Regions from separate parts of the Sus scrofa genome. Here region 1 is linked to region 2. The links are chromatin contacts, called in public Hi-C maps. All regions are on one chromosome and are shown on one strand. The core of a region is the stretch at or near the end of the contact, and the rest is flanking DNA. Distances in the headings are between cores, read along the strand shown.

What was found. A called contact is a pair of places that touch in the nucleus more often than the background predicts.
Region 1: a Hi-C map of liver shows a contact between it and region 2, with 4 times the contacts expected there. The contact joins the enhancer-like site here to the promoter of GAN in region 2. A contact is called at or near these places in 2 of 5 promoter capture datasets (fetal liver and liver) and 4 of 47 Hi-C or Micro-C datasets (brain, embryonic fibroblasts, fibroblasts and 1 more).

Annotation. Positions count from the first base shown.
Region 1 is chr6:7,080,384-7,083,687 of Sscrofa11.1, reverse strand. The region is part of intron 5 of PKD1L2 (polycystic kidney disease protein 1-like 2); the gene reads right to left. Among named protein-coding and RNA genes, the nearest start is that of PKD1L2, 17 kb to the right of the region's middle. Within about 2 kb of position 1,992, at least 2 of the 83 cell types and tissues checked have an H3K27ac peak or open chromatin away from gene starts, as enhancers often do. A contact at or near this core is called in fetal liver and liver, where this site is marked.
Region 2 is chr6:6,988,140-6,991,220 of Sscrofa11.1, reverse strand. It overlaps GAN (gigaxonin), which reads left to right and starts at 1,551. Exons shown (of 11, transcript XM_003126840.6): 1 at 1,551-1,908. The coding sequence starts at 1,742.

The DNA.
Region 1 (3,304 bases), core at 743-3,242, 92 kb before region 2:
GTCTAATCGGAGCTGTAGCCACCGGCCTACACCACAGCCACAGCAACGCAGGATCCGAGCCACGTCTGCAACCTACACCACAGCTCACGGCAACGCCGAATCGTTAACCCACTGAGCAAGGCCAGGGATCGAACCCACAACCTCATGGTTCCTAGTCGGATTCAATAACCACTGCACCACGATGGGAACTCCATTTGTTTCTTGATCTGGTGCTGGTTACATGGATGAGTTCATTGAGTAAAAATTAATTGAACTGTATCTTTTTGTGCACTTTTCTGTATACGTCTTATGCCTCGATAAAAGGTTTACACATTAGTTTGAACCTTTCTCACTTACCGATTTGTATACATTGCTTTGATACTTGACATGAATGAGATACAACCTAATGGGAAGGAAAGGTCCACTCTAGCCTCAGCTGTGCGGGGAAGTGATGCTGAATGAAGGCCCAAGAATGACGGCAACCCCCAAATCTGTCAGCAGATGGCGCTGAGTTACCCAGCACTGGACTTGGACAATATCACCTTATGCAAATTGTCCCTTAAGGCGCATAATATAATTTCAGAAATATAGAAATTTACTCACGGCAACAGAGAAATGAAACAACTTGCCATGCAAATGAACACAAGACATGGGAAGTGCAAGGCGAGATGGAGCTTTTAAAGGAGAAATCCGTTGATATTAAGCTGTTTCTGTTTGAGGTTGGATCCTATCCCATTATCTCATGTTATTTATCTAGGATGGAGGCGGAGGGTCCATTTGAAAATGCCCTCCTCTTAGCTTGAAGAAATATTAAGCAAAAGTAGGAGTCCATACAAACATATTTTAAAAAGCATGGTGATGTTCACAGAAAATACGTGACTTCCGTATACTTAAAATTCATGCCATTTTTGACCACGTAGATTGAGTGCTGAGGCTGCTAGTGCTGATAAGGAAGCATCAGAAGTGTATCTCCAATGGTACTAACAATGACAGAAGAAGGTGAGTGGATAGTTTCAAGGTCTATCAAATCTTTGAAGTAGACCAAACTGGGTTATTTGGTGGGATGATGGTGGAGCGTGTCACCAGCTATTTTCTTTTGAAAGAGGAAAACAATGCCAGTGGCTTTCACTTACGGTGAACGCCCAGAGGGATTGTGAATGTAAAGCGTGGTTTATTGCTCTTTCTCTTAGATTATGACAAACGTGCATCGCACGGAGAATTCCAAGGAGTAGTATGATAAACACCCTGGAACTTACCATCCAGAGCAGACAACTATTTGCATTTTGTCCCATGTGCTCCAGTTTTTAACTATGTTTGTTTATCACTGGAATGTCCTTGTGTAACTAAAGATCTTAGCAAGGCTACAGCCAGTCAATTTTGACTTTTGCCAAATGCAAGTTGTTTAAAATTCAGGGACTGAAAGATTGGGTAACTCAGCATTTCTTGTCAAATTGACGAAATGGCAGCAAAGGGGAAGAAACCTGCAGAACAGTGCCATGGGTACTGGTATCCCTTAAACTTTTTTTTTTCCCGACAGAGCATCTTCATATATAATTTCTCATTTTACTCTGTGCAACAGTTAAGACTGCCATCAATATAAATGTGACAGGGAAGGAAGCCGAAACTCAGGGATTCTTTCTGGTTTTATATCTGTGACTAGAACCCCAGCCCTTGTACCATTTAATTTGGTGGCATGGGACAATGCCTGAGGCCCCAGAGGATGCTGACTTTGAGATCCTGGCTCACATTTGGGCTGTGGACAGGGCTGGTCCTCTCTTTGTCCCAGCCTACCAAGGGCTTCCAGAAATGCCAGGTACCTCTGGGGCTGGATTCAGAACTTCTAGCCCCCACAGAGTAGAACCGGAGATGTTTTGGGATTAGGAGAGGGACTTATAGGCCTCCTTGATTTCCCTGGGGATCCATGTTGAACTGGGCCAGAACCTAAGGAGGATCTAGAACTGTCTGGGGCACCCCTCCAGCTGGGGTCACCCAGCAGGGCAGAATGGAGCTGGCCACAGGCCCAAGGAGGACTTTGAAATGTTACACATGTATTCAGCTGCCTTCAGGTTGGGGAGGTCATGTTCCCTGGAGGATGCAGGGCCCAGTGCCCTTGGGCCCCCGAAGCTGTGTGCTGTGCTCTCCACTGGGGCCTGAGAATCTGAGCTTTGATTCCGGGCCAGCCTAGCTTTCCTGGCTGTGCTATTCCAGGTGGCCCTGGCTTGCCTGGCTGAGCGGCCATTCACTAGCTGCATGGCTCAGACAGTGCTCTGGACTTGTCTAAGCCTCAACAGCTTTGTGAAACCAGATGATCATTATCTAGCTTGGCACCATCCAACAGAAACTGTGTGAACCACACGTGTCATTGTAAACTTTCTAATGGTCACATTGTAAAACGTTAGAAGAACAGGTGAAATTAATTTTAATAATTTATTTCTTTAGCTCAGTAGATCCAAAATACTCTCCTTTCAATGTATAGTCAATATCAAAACACCACTTAGCGAGATATTTTACATTCTTTGGTGGGGAGGGGCTAGTCTCAGCATCCCATGTGCGTTTCCATTTACAGCACATCTCAATGGAGAACAGCTGTATTCCAAGGGCCTAGAAGCTCATATGGTGAGTGACTATTATACTGGACAGCAGAGCTCTGGCTCAAGGGGTTGTTGTGAGGATTAAGTGAGATCATGTGTGAGTGTGGCTTGACTGGACGATTATTAATTATTATTATTATTATTATTATTTTCATTATCTTTTCCAACAAAAAATACTCCTACACCTAGGTGAATGTCTTCACCCTGTTACTGATATCTTGGATGGTGACTCGATGAAGATTCTACCAAAAGGACCCATCTCTCCCATAACATTCAAGTGACTTTCTTCACTGAGAAAACCTGTGAGCACCAGTTCCTCCCATTCCGGTACGTATGACCCTTTGTCCTGTGGCTCTGCCATTCCTCCATCAATAGGTGGACACTACTTCTCTACCTGTTCAGTTTGAGCTTGGCCACAGACCTTGCTTTGGCCAGTGGAACATTAGAAAATGTGATACAAGTCATGATTTAAGAACGCTTGCCCATTGGGCCTTGCTCTCGCTTGCTGCTGGAAATTTCTGCCTACATGCACATGAGCCTAGGCTAGCCTCTTGGGTGATGAGTGACACATGCCACTAGCCGACATCCAGATAACTGCCAGACATATGAATGAGGCCATCCTAGACCATCCAGTTGAGCTAGTCCAGACAAGAAAAGGCACCGAGCTGATCCAAAGAACCATGAGAAATAATAACTATTATTGTAAGTCACTAAGTTCGGGGATGAAAACTTAT
Region 2 (3,081 bases), core at 302-2,801:
CACACACACACACACACACACACACACACACACACACACACACACACACACACACTAGTACAATGAATCTCCAGGTACCCAGGACCTGGCTTTAACAAGTAGAAACTACTTTGATTCATTTATATCACCACCCACTTCCCTTGTCCCTTCGTTTTGAAGCCAATCCTAGATGTTTTTTTGTTTTTTTTTTTTTATCATTTCATCCATAAACACTGGGCTGTATTACCTGGACCTTCCACTAGTAACATCATTCTCCCAATCTATTCTTTTGCCAGTGACTCCACCAGAGTTACATACTCTGATTGTTGCCAGTAACTCCAAAGCCTTGGCTCGCTCAGGGTAAAGATCCAGGACTTTATTGGCGCTTCTGAGTTGGCAGAAGGAAAACACTGAGGTGATCCAGTGAAAATCTCACATGGCCTTCTCTAGAATGCTGGACATAGTCTTCTGGTCCTTGGCCCTCCTAAAACAGCTAAGTCTTCAGAAGCTTGTGGAGCAGCTAATGTCTGTACAAAATGGGGGCTACAATCCACATTCCCATGTACCCTTAGCAACGTTCCAGGAAATGTCAGACAACCTGCAAGCCAACCTGACCTGGAGGTGCTTGATCCAAAGTCAGCACCTTGATCTTCACTGGGTGGGGAGCCTGGATGTATATGAACATCTGGCCTTGCTACCTTCCACTCCTTCAGCGTTTCTATGTCCCTCTGCAACGTACTAACATCATGCAGTTACTCAACCCAGAACATTATGCTGGTCCCCTTCTGCCTGTTCTTTTAAAGCCATCCACTACTGTCCACCTCTATCATCACCATTCCATCCAGGCCACCATTCCCTTCCCTCAAGTACAGCAACAGTTAAGCATATTTCTGCCTTTTGCAAACACTCCATCCCCACCCCCCCATTCTCCACGCAGCAGCTGACTGATCTTCATACAAACGCTCTGCTTAAAACCCTCTCGTGGTTCCTAACACCTACAGGGTCAAGACCAACCTCATGACAACTAAGGAGGCCCTGCGTGCTTCTTCATCTACATGTCCCCCCGGGTCTTGCCCGCAACTCAAACCCTCTTTTAAGGGCCCCCTTTCTCGAGTCTCTGTGCTCTTACCTGGGAAGCGCCTTTTCCCCTGTAAATAATAAAAGCTACACCTACTGCGCCCTCGCTTACTTGCGCTACCTCATAGGAGTCTGCAGCAACACTAAGAAATCGATTTCATGTTGCAGATGGACAAAGTGAGGATGGGCACCTTACCCAACGGTCACACAGCTAGTGAGTGGAAGAGCTCACACTCGGATTCAGACTCACCGCGCCAGAGGCCACGGGCTTAACCACAGAGTTACCCTGCCCGCGCACCCCTCCACCGCTGCAGGGATCTCTCCAACCCGTAGACTGCCCCTCATCACTGCGCCCTTCGTACACCAGCCGGTCCCGCGTAGCAACGAGGCTTCTGATTGGCCGCCTCCGGCGACGGCGGGCGCGAGGGAGGGCGCTAGGGCGCGGGGGCGTCGCGGAGAAATGACGCAACGCCGTGGCTCCTTAAAGGCGCCGGCCCTTCGCGCCGCGGATGGCGCAGGCGCGTTTCGGAGGCTCGCGCTTGTGCTCCGAGCGCTGAGAGCCGGGCCGGGCAGGCGGGCGCGCGCGGGCTGGGCAGACGGGACGCGCGCCGTAAGCGGGCCGCTGGAGGGGTCTAGTTGGGCGGTGTCAAGAGCCGGACCCACGAGCTGAGGAGTGGGCACCGCGATGGCCGAGGGCAGCGCCGTGTCCGACCCTCACCACGCCGCGCGCCTGCTGCGAGCGCTCAGCTCTTTCCGCGAGGAGTCCCGCTTCTGCGACGCGCACCTGGTCCTCGACGGGGAAGAGATTCCGGTGCAGAAGAACATCCTGGCAGCTGCCAGCCCGTACATCAGGTGAGGAGGGGGCCGGGCGGGGCCGCGCTGCCGGGATCCCAGGGGCGGGGCGAGTCGGGCGTGTCCCGGGAGCCCAAGGTCCCCACCCCCCAGCCGCTGGGGTCCCTCTGGTCACCGCTGAGCGCGGTGTCCCCCCAGGTAGACACCCCGGCCGGGCCTCACCCGTCGCCGCCCCCCAGGACAGCCCTTGTGGCCTTGGTCGCCCCCGGGCTGGGCCCATGCCCCCACCGGACCACTGCCCCTCTGGAGTTGAACCCTCACCACAATACCCCCATCCTCTCCCTTCAGGGTCCCACCACCTCGCGCTCACTCGGGCTTCCGAGCCCCGGAGGCCCCAGACCCGCACCCGCAAGTAGGGCGGGGCCGCACCGGGGAAGAGCCCGCCCCTTCGCCGGGGCCCAGCTCGCGGATCCCGGCTGAAGTTTGCCGGCCCGTCGTTCGCCTCCAAATCGACTCACAGTGGGCCGGGCCCGGCGCCGAGAACGCGGCCAGGGAGCGCCCCTCTCGCGGAGCCAAACAAACACCTCCCTTCGGGTGTGGGCAGAGGGAAAACGCTATTGGATTTCCTCCTTAGGATGGATGATCTGATCCCTCAAGGCCCAAGTTCTTCTCAAAAGTGACTTTTCCACTCCCTTGTGGGAAGTGTTTAAAAGGAAGGGTAGTGCGTTATAGACACACGTTAGACTAAGCTGTAGCACATTTTAAGGACTAGTTCTCAGGATGCTTACCCCCCGAGGACCACGAGCTTTTAGCGACATAGAGGAGGCGTTTTAAAACAAAGCTTAACCTGATTTGCTAGCTCAGCTGATGAGGTGAATTAAAGGTTGATAAGACACAGTGCACTTGCAATTGTATCCCATTTGGAAGGGGTCTGTTTTAGCAACTTTCTTGCAAACTGGGTCGGTCTTTTAATAAAAGGAAAAAAAACTGCTAAAAGCTATAGAAACTGCCCAGTAAGCTGGTTAAATATAGACTAATAGTAGAGAATGTCACTGAAATTGACAGGTCAGAAAAAGCAAAATGATGTGTACTGTATTCTTAGTGCTTTATCCTAGCAGAAATCCGACACACAAACTGCATTTTAACCTTTGCATTAGGAGACATTTGTGCCAACTCAGAAGCAATGCAAGCGCTCTGGTAACTTTCCTGGCTCTCCTTCTTAAATTCATTTGC